2 separate regions of the Sus scrofa genome follow, and region 1 is linked to region 2. A link is a contact called in public promoter capture Hi-C data. All regions are on one chromosome and are shown on one strand. The core of a region is the stretch at or near the end of the contact, and the rest is flanking DNA. Distances in the headings are between cores, read along the strand shown.

Region 1 (6,387 bases), core at 1,578-4,077, 280 kb after region 2:
GCCACAGCTGTGACCTATGCTGCAGCTGCAACAATGCTGGATCTTTTAACCCACAGTGACCTGAGTTGATAGAGTCAGATTCTTAAGCCACTGTACCACAGTTGAGAACTCCTGGACATTTTTTAATTTGAGAGACTTATGCAAGTACATATATATGTATGTCAATAAGAACAAAGTTCCTTTAACTTAAGAGACATTATAATGGAATTTATTAATACCCTACAGAGTCAGAAAACATTTTACATTTACTCAGCAAAATATAAATGCTGTTATAAATTATGGACACAGACACATAGCTTACAGCTTCAGTTTTACAACCTCAATCTCAAGTTGAAAGTAAACAAAGAAACACAAAGACTCTGCAGTTCAGATCTCAAAATAATTGTTCTTCCTAGTGGGCACAAAATTCTTAATCAATTCGAGTTCATAAAGGACAAACAAAAATACTAAAAACCATACCTCCTCACACCAGTCAGCATGACCATCATTAATAACTCTATAAGTAACAAATTCTAGAGAGGATGTGGAGAAAAGGGAACCCTTCTATACTGTTGGTGGGAATGTAAATTGGCACAACCACTATGGAAAACAGTATGGAAATACCTCAGAAAACCAAATATAGAGGTACCATATGATCTGGCAATCCTACTCCTGGGCATATATCCAGACCAAACTATAATTTAAAAAGATACATGTACCCCTATGTTCATTGCAGCACTATTCACAATAGCCAAGACATGGAAACAACCTAAATGCCCATAGATAGATGAATATATTAACAAGATGTGGTACATATATACAATGGAATACTATTCGGCCATAAAAAGAACAAATCAATGCCATGTGCAGCAGCATGAATGCAACTAGAGATTCTCATACTAAGCAAAGTCAGAAAGAAAAAGACAAAACCATATGATTTAACTTATACATGGAATCTAAAATATGACACAAATGGGAGTTTCCATTGTGGCTCAGTGGGCTAGGAATTTGACTTGTATCCATGAGGATGCAGGTTCAATACCTGGCCTTGCTCAATGGGTTACAGATCTGGCATTGCTGTGAGCTGTGGTGTGGGTTGCAGACAAAGCTCAGATCTGGCATTGCTATGGCTGTGGCATAGGCTGGCAGCTGCAGCTCTAATTTGACCCCTCTCCTGGGAACTTCCATATGCCACAGGTGCAGCCCTAAAAAGCAATAAATAAATAAATAAATAAACAAAATATGGCACAAATGGGACTATCTACAAAACAGACTCACAGACATAGAGAACAGACTTGTGGTTGCCATGGGGGAGGGGGAGAGAGTGGGATGGATGGAGAGTTTGGAGTTAGTAGATGCAAGCTATTACATTTATAACAGATAAGCAAGGAGGACCTACTGTATAGCACAGGGAACTATATCCAGTCTCTTGGGACAGAACATAATGGAAGATAATACGAGAAAAAGAATGTATATATACATATGCCTGGGTCACTTTGCTGTACAGTAGAAACTGGCACAACATCTAAAATCAACTATACTTTAATATAAAAAAAGAAAAATACTAAAAACCTGGATTCTTTGTCATCTCATTTCTAAAAGAAATTAGATCTTCATCACCTAGCAGGTATCACCAAATGGTTAGGCCATAAAACCAAATTCCCAATCATTGCTATCCATGTGAAATAACTTAGCCATGCATCAATCAGAAACAAAAACAAAGTTTTAAAAATTCAGTAAAAAGTAAAAACAGACAGTAAACTTAGTTCTATAACCACTTTGGATTAACTGTAAGACAGTTAATATATTCCTGGGTTTAAACCACCCATGAAGTATGCTTTCTTGATCATAAAGTTTGGTTCTATTATATGAGTCCATTTGGGTGTCTCTGTAAAAACTTAAGATTTCCAAAATTAAAGTATAATTTTCAAAAACAGAAAGCCATGTTTCTTGTGCAAATATAAAATGAACATTTATCAGAGTTTTGTTAAATGAGGGAACACGAAGTTAAAACCAATTCAAAGAGTTTATGAGAAAGCAGACATATATTAATTTAAAAACACTGCAGAGTTAGATGCAAACTGGTTAATATCTTGCAGAATAAGTCACAACCTGTGGGGTTATCTGGCCCATCAGACAGAAATTATTTGCATTATCTGTCACACAAAAATCTACCAGTTAACCTCTGCCTTAGCAGAATTATAAAATAGCCTGGTCAGGAGTTCCCTTGTGGTACAGCAGAAACAAATATGACTGTTATCCATGAGGATGCAGTTCAATCCCTGGCCTCGCTCAGTGGATGGGGATCTGGGGTTGCCAGTGAGCTGTGGTGTTGATCCCAGACGCTGCTAGGATCTGGCATTGCTGTTGCTCCAGCTGACCCCCAGCCTAGGAACCTCCATATGCGTGGGTGCGGCCCCTAAAAAAAAAAAAGCCCAGTCAATAGAAAGTCAAAGCCAGAAAAGCTATGAAAGAAAACCTGGTAATCTCTTGCCAATTTTGGATGATTTTTCTCATAGGAGTAAGGTTGTGACTATTGCATGAGTATACCTATATTAAAAATTACTCATTTATCTGAAATTCATATTTAACTGTGAATCCAGTATTTATCTTTTAACCTTAGTAACAAGTTAACAAAAGCTTTATCAAGGCTGTACAGTTCTATTACCAACAACGTATCTCTTAAATCTGTGTATAGCTTCATATTCTTGCCTAGATAATAAATATTAAGTAGCATTTCGAATGCTCGTCTATTCTTCACATTTACCACTGGGAGGCGCCTGTAACTCACAGTCTACTGGATGCCGAATCGTAACGAGGCTATGAGAGTGTTTCAACTTCTTATCCGCTAGGGGGACAGTTCAGAAACCTCTCAGGTTTCACAACAAGGCTCTGCTCTCGTGCTTGCTAATAATCTGAGCGCACGCGCGCAACTGCTCCAAGGCCCGCTCGGACTGCGCAGGCGTTCCAGTGAGCGCGTGGAAGCCTTTGGTAGGACTCACCGGACGGAAAGGGAGGGGCTGGAGCCGCTGGGATAGCACACGCTCGGGGGGTGTAGGCTGCGCACTGCTGGGTCGCTGTCCGGGCCGCGCATCCAGGTATTTGATGCTCCGTGGAGATGCCTAGCCCGGGCGTTCAACACGAGGACGGCGCAGGGCTGGTCTCCACTGACAACTCGACCCCTCAAAAGGAAGATCTAAGCCGCAAGGTGAGTGTGGGGACGAGGTGACAAGGCCCCCAGGCGCGGGACAGGGTGCTATTCGTCCTCAGAGAAGATCCACTGTGGCCGTGTGGTCCGATTTCGGCTTTGCCGGACTGGGCTGCATTGACAGCTACAGTTAAAGGGAGATCGTGAAACTTGCCCCGAGATTAGTCCCAGATAGCAGTAGGGTGGAGGTTTAGTTGGGTGGTTTTGTTTTTTGGGTTTTTTAAACCCCAAATTTTTAAGTCATTTTAAAAGCCCTTATACAATAAAATTTACCTTTTTCCTTTTCTGTAAATCTAGCACATGTATAAATTTGTTTGACTACCACTATTGGGATACAGAACTGTTCCATTACCCCAAGAGACTCCCTTTATAGCCATGCTTTCCCCCACCTAGAAGCTCTGGCCGCAGCCTGATCTGCTGCCGATGACAGAACAGTTTTGTCCTTTAGGGAACATCATGTAGATGAAATCATAGCATATGTCATTCTAAGATTGGCTTCTCTCACACAGCATAATGTCTTTGAGATTTATGGTTGAGTTTTCTATATACTCTTTTTTTTTTTTTTTTTTGTCTTTTTGCCTTTTCTAGGGCCGCACAAGCGGCATATGGAGGTTCCCAGGCTAGGGGTCTAATTGGAGCTGTAGACACCGGCCTACACTACAGCCACAGCAATGGGATCCAAGCCTCCTCTGACTTACATCACAGCTCATGACAACACCAGATCCTTAACCCACTGAGCAAGGCCAGGGATCGAACCCACAACCTCATGGTTTCTAGTCGGATTCGTTAACCACTGCGCCACGACAGGAACTCCAGGTTTTCTACATACTGTTGAGCTTGGGGGCATGTTGAAGTTTGTTCCCAGGCCAGTGATCAAACCTGTGCTTCAGCAGCAACCCAGGCCACTCCAGTGATAACGCTGGATCTTTAACCTGCTGCACAAGGGAAGAAATACTGCCCACCCTAGAGCTGCTGCTGATATCCTGTGCCTCAGAAAATATCACCACCAACTATCCACCTGTCTGTGCCAGTAATCTGGGAGCCACCCCTTAAGTCCATTACAAAGTCCTATCAGGTTAACATTTAAGGCCCACTTCAAAGATGTCCCTTTATCACCATAGCTCACCACTTATACTGATGTGTGATATATCCCTGAGGTGTTTAAGGTCTGGCAAAGATCATACAGGATCTCCTTTTAGAGGCTTTAGTGATACTATGTAATCAGTCCTGTTCACAAAATAACTACCATTACTGATTGAACCTTCTCTTACTAATAAAAAGTGAGACCTAGTTCAACAGTGACAGCATCTGTGCTAGCTTTTGAGATACAGAGAGGAGTAAAGCAGAGAGGAAAAGTGATAGGTTGTACTGCCCCCCACCCCCAACCCCCCCGGTAGGGCATTTACTACTGCTTGCTTAGTCTGAATGTGTGGCCACACCATTTAGGACATAAGTCATGAAAAGCATTGGTATAGAGGGATGAGGTTGGGAGAAGTGACCCCACCCCACATTCCATTTGGTATTTTTCAAGAAAGTTAAAATACAACTTAAGTGAAATCATTGAAAAAAATGGTATTGCTTTTGGGTTTTGGTGCAATTATGTTTTTATTTCATATTGTCACTTTTAAATAAAAGGTATAAACCTTGTTTAGTAACTGTGGCTGTTCCCTGAATATGAATGCTGGTTGCCAATATCCTATCTGGGTCCAAGGGGCCATCTAACACCTGGCAAGTCTGATCACTCTTTCTTCCCCCAATTTTCCCACACTTGCACCACCACACACACTGTTGTTGAAAACAATCTATATATTCACCGACTGTCCATTTGGACAATCAGTACATTTTAGCCCCTTATCACATCTTTTTAATTTTAAAGGTCCCTCAGTGAGCATACTTTGCTAACTTCTGATTTAAGAAAATCTTCTTTATTTCAATAGATTAAAGAACAAAAAATTATTGTGGATGAACTTTCTAACCTAAAGAAGAACAGGGTAAGTTATTAGAATTATTCTGAACAGTATGCCAGAGGGTTTGATTATATCTCATTAGCTTATATAAAAGTTATAAGAACTATATATAAGATTTATGTCAAAATTTATAAGATTTCAGCATCTTTTTAGTTAAATTGCAAAAGTGAAAAGTGTATATGTATCATATATGGATGTCTATATATTAATCATAGTTGATGATATCTTTTCCCCATAATATGCAATTGACATTACCTTTGAACAAAGTGATACTAATTATTTTATCTTGGAGCTGTAATCACTAATAGTCTTTGTTTTATACTTGAATTTGGTGTTTTCTTTTGAAATGAACTTTATTTAAATATACTAAAAAGATAAGAAACTAGTCCTTTAAGTGAATGTAGATAATTAATTTTTTTTTAAAAAAGGATAAATGCTTCCTCTTCCCCTTCCCTGAGTTTTTTACAGAAAGCTTCCAAATCTTTTATTGTTGTTGTTTAACACCATTTCTATTAATGTATTTATAAACAATCAAGCTACTGCTTCATGTGTAGTTATACTTGCCAAAAATTATATTTTGAAGGTAAGGAAGAATGATTTGAACCCTTTAAAACATTTTAAAAATTATTTGGTAACTGACAGGTTAGACATTTCTGATATGGTCATTTGTGGAATATTAGAAGTTAGGGTACAATTCATACAAACTTTCTAGAGGGCAAGTTGGCAGAATGTACCAAAGTTTTAAAACTATGTAACACTTTGATACAGCAGTTCTATTGATAGGAATTGATACTTAGGAAAAAAAAAACTATGGGAGTGGAGTTCCCGTTGTGGCTCAGTGGTTAATGAATCCAATTAGGAACCATGGGGTTGCAGGTTCGATCCCTGGCCTTACTCAGTGGATTAAGGATTCAGTGTTGCCATGTGCTGTGGTGTGAGTCACAGACATGGCTCAGATCCCACGTTGCTATGGCTGTGGCGTAGGCCAGCGACAACAGCTCCGATTGGACCCCTAGCCTGGGAACCTCCATATGCCGTGGAAGCGGCCCCAGAAAAGGCAAAAAAAAAAAATTAAAACAAACAAACAAACAAAAAAACATGGGAGTGCATCACAACATTGATTTATAATGGTGAAAAATTGGTAACACCTGAAACTTGAGGACTGACCAAATAAATTGTAATATTACAAAAGAAAAATGGTGTAACAGTGGTGTTACAGTATACACAGAGAAA
Region 2 (6,426 bases), core at 2,178-4,677:
CCGTGGCTACAGCTCTGATTCAACCCCTAGCCTGGGAATCTCCATGTGCCGCGGGAGCGGCCCAAGAAATAGCAACAACAACAACAACAACAACAAAAAAAAGACAAAAGACAAAAAAAAAAAAAAACAAAACTACAAGACCAAGCATTGACAAGGATGTGATGCAACTAAAACTTTCATACTTTAATGATCAGAATGCAAAATGGTACAGAAACCAGAAAAACTGTCTCACAATTTCTTAAAAATATAAACATATTATTTGAGCCAGCAATCCCAGTTATTGGCATTTACCCTAGAAAATAAATAAAAATGTATGTTCACACAAAAACCTACAAATTAATGTTTAAATCAGTATTATTCACATGTTCCAAAACTAGGGAAGAAACTAAACATCCTTCAACAACAAAAAAAAATGAATAAACAAATTGTGGAACGCCCATATACACAGAATACTCCCCATCAAAAAAAGAGGAAACCACCGATCTACACAACAACACAAATTTCTAATAATATTATGCTAAGTGAAAGAAGCTAGACATAAAAGGTTACACACAATATAATACTGTTTATACAAGTTTCTGGAGGCAAGCTGTAGGGACTCAGAACAGATCAGTGGTTGCCCAGTGTGATGGTTAATTTTATGTGTCAATTTCATTGGGTCATGGGATGCCAGGTATTTGGCTAAACAATATTTCTAGATTTGTCTGTGAAGGTAATGCCAATCTTACCTGATTGGCACTGAAATCTGTGGACTCAAAGCAAACTGCTCTCCCCAACGTGGCTGGGCAGCATACAGGGCCCATTAGGATTAGAATAGAACAAAAGGAAAAGGGATGGAAAATTCATTCCTTCTCTACCTGACTGCTGGGCTGGAGCAGTGTTCTCCTCCTGTAGTTACACTGGATATATACCATCTTCTCCCCAGGTTCTCAGGCCTTCAGACTCAGGGTGAATTACGCCACCAGCTTTCCAGGGTGTCCAACTTGCAGACTGCATATTGTAAGACTTTTCAGCCTCCATAATTGAGTGCACCAATTCCTTTTAATAAATAAAAACCAATCAATCAATCCTATTGGTTCTGTTTTTCTGGAGAACCCTGAAAGGGATTTTGGTACCAAGAGTGGGCTGCTCATGTAACTAACAAAACCTAAAAAGGTGGGAGCAGCCTTGGAACTAGATAGAGAGGCTGGAAGAGTTTTAAAGTATGTGTCAGCAGGGAAATCTAATCACTTGTAATGGAAAAAAAAAAAAGAATGTGTATAACTGGGTCACTTTGCTGTACAGCAGAAATTGACAGAACATTGTAAATCAACTACAATAAAATTTTTTAAATAAAGTATGTGCTAGGAAAAATCAATATTGCCATGAATTTAAAGAGGATTCTGTTGAGGACTCAGAAAGACAAGAGGAACGCTGAAGAGAAACAGGGACCTGTCACGCATGCTCAGCTCTCAACAAAGGAGTGCAACTTTCCTTGCTCTCTTCTATAAAATGCCTAGGGAAGCCTCTGACAGTGCTAACAGCAGGAGCAGAGAATATCTATAGCCACCTCCTATCACCCTCAATATCCTATTCTTTCCAGTCCTTCAAACACTTTAGAAAATGTTGCTTTTTTTGTGTCTGTGGGCCAATCAACAAAGATTGATATATGATATTCAAATACCAGTATATGAAAGGAAATAATAGACTTAAGAAGCAGAGTTCATTACACTTAGCAATTCTTGAAAATGTGACTCTAAATTTTAAACCATCGACTGCCGACCCTTGCTATCTTTCAATTGCTCACTGATGCAATCTTTATAGACAACTTCGTTTGCTTTACACCACTTCCTCAGTCCTTTTCCCTCCGGATTTCTTCTTAAGAATTTATACTCTCTTATAATACTTCCTCTCCTTATGGATTTTCCCAAAACATCAGACTAAAAATCTAAGTTACATAGTTCCCTATTTTGGCTGCTGTTAGTTATTCCTCTTGGTTTTCCCAGTAACACGTCTCTATTCCACAGAACATTCTCTCAAAATAAAAAATGCAGATATTCTTCAACCCCACAGCTTTTCTAGGAATCCCTCATACAGCAATAGTGTCATAAATCTGTGCCCTGTATCACTATTTGCCACTTTTTGAAAAAATGGAAATGACTATCCACCTTTGAGAGAATGACTTAATTGTGGCATATTTACTCGATGAATGCTATGCAGTCATTAAGAAAAAGAGATAAAAATCTGTATACAATGCAGTGAAAGCATTATAGAGGGGGAAAAGGGATACATGGTGCCTTACATTCAAGAATAATGTTAAGGTGTATATACGCTTAGAAAAACATCAGGAAACATACACGCCAAACCTTTAATGGTTAAGAGATATTCATGGGGTGTAGGATGGACCAAGACCATTCTACTTCTGCACTGAATTATTTTATATCAAATTTGTATTAACGTTGCATTTTAAAAATACTGTTTTTTAACGTGCACTACCTTAACAAACACATATTCATTAGGTTAAGCCTAAACCGCCTCGGAAACTGGCCTTTCATATTACTGTTTTATTTTCTTCAGCACACAAATTGTGATTGTCACATTAAACATTTTTATTGTCTCTCTCTCCCATTGAAGGTAATAAGGCAGGGATCACATTTGTCTTGCACTGTGTCTCACATGTAGAAGGTTCTCAATAATTATTTGCCTCCAGAAAGACTAAGGAGATCCACGTACAAGGCAGATCTCCTGTTCCTGTTAAGGTGACGCTGACAGTGGCTCTTCACCTTTAGGAGTGGTAGGGAGCCAGTACAGAGGGCATTGGTAAATGTTTAAATTAATGAATGAAAATGAGCACCCCTTAATATACAGGAACAACAAAAATGATACACATACGTTTATAAAAAAGAAACGGATGTGGAGACATTAACTTTCTCAGCATTCAGGGCTTCGGAAGCTAAAACCACGGAATTTGGCCAGGATAGAGTGGAATGTCAGATCGGCCGACCGGGGAGAAAAATAAGAACCAGAATCCCGGAGGAGCTAGATGTCCAAAGGAAAAGGCAAGGCTCTGCAGCTGCGAAGATTCTGTAGGAACGTGAGCTACGCTTAGAGGAATAGGGCAAAGAGACTGCTAATGAGAGAAACAAACAACTGTAGAGAATTCTACCTCCCCACCCAAGAACTCAACCGTGAGACCAAGAAAGCTTTTGGCTCACAAGGCAGGCGTCATCACGAAGCGCCCGATTCAGAAAAAGGGGAAGCTCGGCGAGGATGGGAAAGGACCGGTGGTCACGTGACACAGTTTGGTTCACCTTTCCCTTTCAGCGGAAGAAGCTATAGTCAGACTGATAAATCCAGAGAGAAAGTTATCTGTACTAAATAAAATTTTAGGAGAATCTAACATAAATGCATTGCGTCTTTGACTACATTTCACTTTTACCTTTCTTCACAGGCGTCCTAATGAGCGGTTGCCCAAACGAAAGATGGCCCTGCAGGCGCAGGGTCTTACCATAAAGAGTTACCATAGAGACTGAGGCCTAGAAGAGCCCCGAGTGGGAGTCTGTAGGCGGGACAAACGCCCTGTCAACCGGCTTCCGTCCAGGAAGCTCGGGGCGGGGCCTGCGCTTGCGCGAAGATGGTGGCAGAAGAGAGTCTCCGCGTGGTTCGCTGTGGCGGCAGCGAATTGAACTTCAGGAGAGCGGTGTTCTCTGCGGATTCTAAGTATGGGTGCGCCGCGCTTTGCCGCCAGGCTGAGGGGCGTTGAGTCCACCACCTGGGAGCGGGGGGGAGAGGAAGAACTATCCGGCGCGTCCGGGCTGGCGGTTCTGGTCTCGGGAAGGGGCGCGCCCGGAGCACTCCAGGCCCCAGGAGGAGCCGGTAGCTGTTAAGAGGAATGAGATACCTGTTAGTCCAGTGGCACTGCAGACTGGGGCGCGCGCGCTTCTCCCTCTCCAGATCTGCAGGTAAATTGAGGGGCCCCCGGGAGCGGACCCACGTGTCTAGAATCGGCTGGTCGTTGGGGCGGCTGGAAAATGATCCAGGTACAAAATATGTATGCCGCTGTTCTTGCAGTACCATGAGTATCCCTTTTTGGGACCGAATCATGATTTGGAATTCCTGAACGATTAATTATTGGGAGTTCTCCACATATCCTACCCCCTAAAAAACCATTCTGGTCACCTTTTTGGAGCTTTGCGTGGAAAATATTAGATTCTGTGTGGGATAAAAGCATGTTTAAGCCCTGGTCCCCTTCATCAGGAGTTCAGTGTAGCTGGATGCTAAACTAGCGGGTTCGAAACCCGGTTCATCTATTCTGTGCCTCTGCAGGTTCTTAATCTCTGCCTCAGTTGCCTCTATAAAACGGGAGTATTTGGTAATCCATCTCATAAGGTTGTTGAGAGGATTAAGTGCCTAAATACTTAGCGCATCGAACAGTGCCTGGCACTTAATGGTTCAATGTAAGTCAGCTGTCATTATTATTACTGCTGTATTGTCAGCGTCATCTATAAGTGACAAAATGAGATTTTCAGTCAGTGATGGATAATTAAAACCCTTTCTATTTTAGAAAAGTAGAGATAGTGGTCTGTGAAGGTTTGTATGGCCACAATATCTTGTTTATGGGTCTTTAGCAGATAGCTACTGAATGCATGCATGAGTGACTGAAGGAGCTTTCATAAATTAGCTTAGTGGCCAAAAAAAAGGAATCCCTGGTCTTTACAATAAAGAGGGCTTCGTTGATACTTGTGAATCAAAGAAAGAAACTGAAGCTTCAAGAGATTGCTAGAGTTCTACCACTTTGAACTTATATCCAGTTTCTTCCTCCAGTGTACTGTTTTCTACACCTTATTCATTATATTGGGATCTATTGTATCTCATTTGCTAAGGTCTACAGTTTGTTTTTAAGTATTTATCAGCTACATAATTTAAAAAAAAGCTGAGGTGACAAAAGTAAAATAAGTCCACTATTGATCCTACCTTACAGAGCTTTCAGTCTAGTGAGGAAAAGAAAATACTCAGATGTTTCATACATTGTGGCACTTTGAGAGCCCATGAGAAACAGCACTTCAAACTAGAAGGATGGAGCAGGTTGATGAGAAAGTAATATCTAGGCTAGATGTAGGCAGGTGTGTGGTATTTGACTAGGGGATATGCATGGAAGGCATTCCAGATACACGGACAGTATAAACAAAGAGCTAAGATACTGTTAGTAGGCATGGTATATGAAGAAGGTTAGTGGGAAAAAAGATTGGAAAAGGAACATAGAGTCAGTTCTTTGTTGTTGTTTGGTCCGAAGAGAGCATTTTTTAATAAGGTGTTGGGGGAGGAGGGTAATATGACTGTGTTTCCTCAAGAATATTAATCTGAAAACTGTGTAAAACTATATAATACGCAGTGAAAGATGAGAGGCGGGTAGGCTAATATATTTAAAGGTACAGTGATGGCATAGAAGGCATTACACAGTGAAGTTTCCCTCACGCTGCAGGATCTTTAAAAATTAACAGGAGTTTGCCCCTTCCATGGTATTGGAGGAGGGCATCATGCGAAGTGAGCAACTTGAAATTGGGGTTGGGGGAGGGTTGTCATGTGTGTAAGGTCTGTATACTTATAGCATACAGTAAAGGGAAGTGATGAGAGAAAAGTCTAGATGATTATAGACCAAGGCTTATAAGGCTAATGCAGGCATCTGAGCAAGAAATGGCTTTGCCCAGAACTAAGATAATATTGAAGATGAAGAAAAAAGACAGAGTTTTGGAGTAATTTAACAATCAGGATTAACAAGAAGTTGTTGGATTCATACTGGGCCTGTAGACTTTAAAGTACCTGTAAAATCACCAGGTAAACATAGCAGGTGTTAGGTAGCAGTCTGATAGGGAAGGCCTGTATGTGGAAAGTGCTGTTACAGAGCTAAGTCCCTCACATGTGACTGGCACTGATCTGGAATGAGAAGATGAGGGAAGGCTTCCAGTGGAAAGAACCCTGAGCTGAATCTTCAAGTAGTAGCCAGAAAGAAAGGGTTCCTAAATAAAGGCAGAATGTGCAAAGGCATGGTGAGTATTGAGGGGTGGGAGTGGGGGGTTGCATTCAGGCAAAGTCATTATTCTCTGCCAAGGAGTAAGGAAGTTACTTTCCTCTGAGGTAGCCTTAATTAGGGGGAGTTTTCTTGGCAAACACTACCCTCACCCACCACCATCTCCATAAAGCACTGCCTAAAAGATCTGTTAATGCTAATGGGTGGGAGTGAGGGTGTTGTTGTGGACCACTTAACACATTGTTCAAGTGAAAAAGTAGTTCCAGTCAGACTGGAGTCTGTCTTAGGAAGTTGGATCATATCCTGAATGCAGTGAGAAAACATTGAAGGGTTTTAATTTAATTTAATCTTTGTTTAAGGAAGTAATATGGTCAAGTTTGTCAAATTAGTCTCATGAGTATGAAAGGTAAATTGAAGGA

What was found. Promoter capture Hi-C pulls out the DNA fragments that hold promoters and counts their contacts.
Region 1: a contact with region 2 is called in a promoter capture Hi-C map of liver, with 6 times the contacts expected there. The contact joins the promoter of ASNSD1 here to the promoter of WDR75 in region 2. A contact is called at or near these places in 1 of 5 promoter capture datasets (liver), 4 of 47 Hi-C or Micro-C datasets (embryonic fibroblasts, liver and skeletal muscle) and 2 of 2 datasets of contacts at active chromatin or transcription factors (alveolar macrophages and skeletal muscle).

What each region holds. Positions count from the first base shown.
Region 1 is chr15:94,259,083-94,265,469 of Sscrofa11.1, forward strand. ASNSD1 (asparagine synthetase domain-containing protein 1) reads left to right here and starts at 2,828. Exons shown (of 6, transcript XM_003133541.6): 1 at 2,828-3,187; 2 at 5,125-5,178.
Region 2 is chr15:93,977,627-93,984,052 of Sscrofa11.1, forward strand. It overlaps WDR75 (WD repeat-containing protein 75), which reads left to right and starts at 3,428. Exons shown (of 21, transcript XM_003133536.4): 1 at 3,428-3,699. The coding sequence starts at 3,614. It also overlaps a transcript of COL5A2 not described here.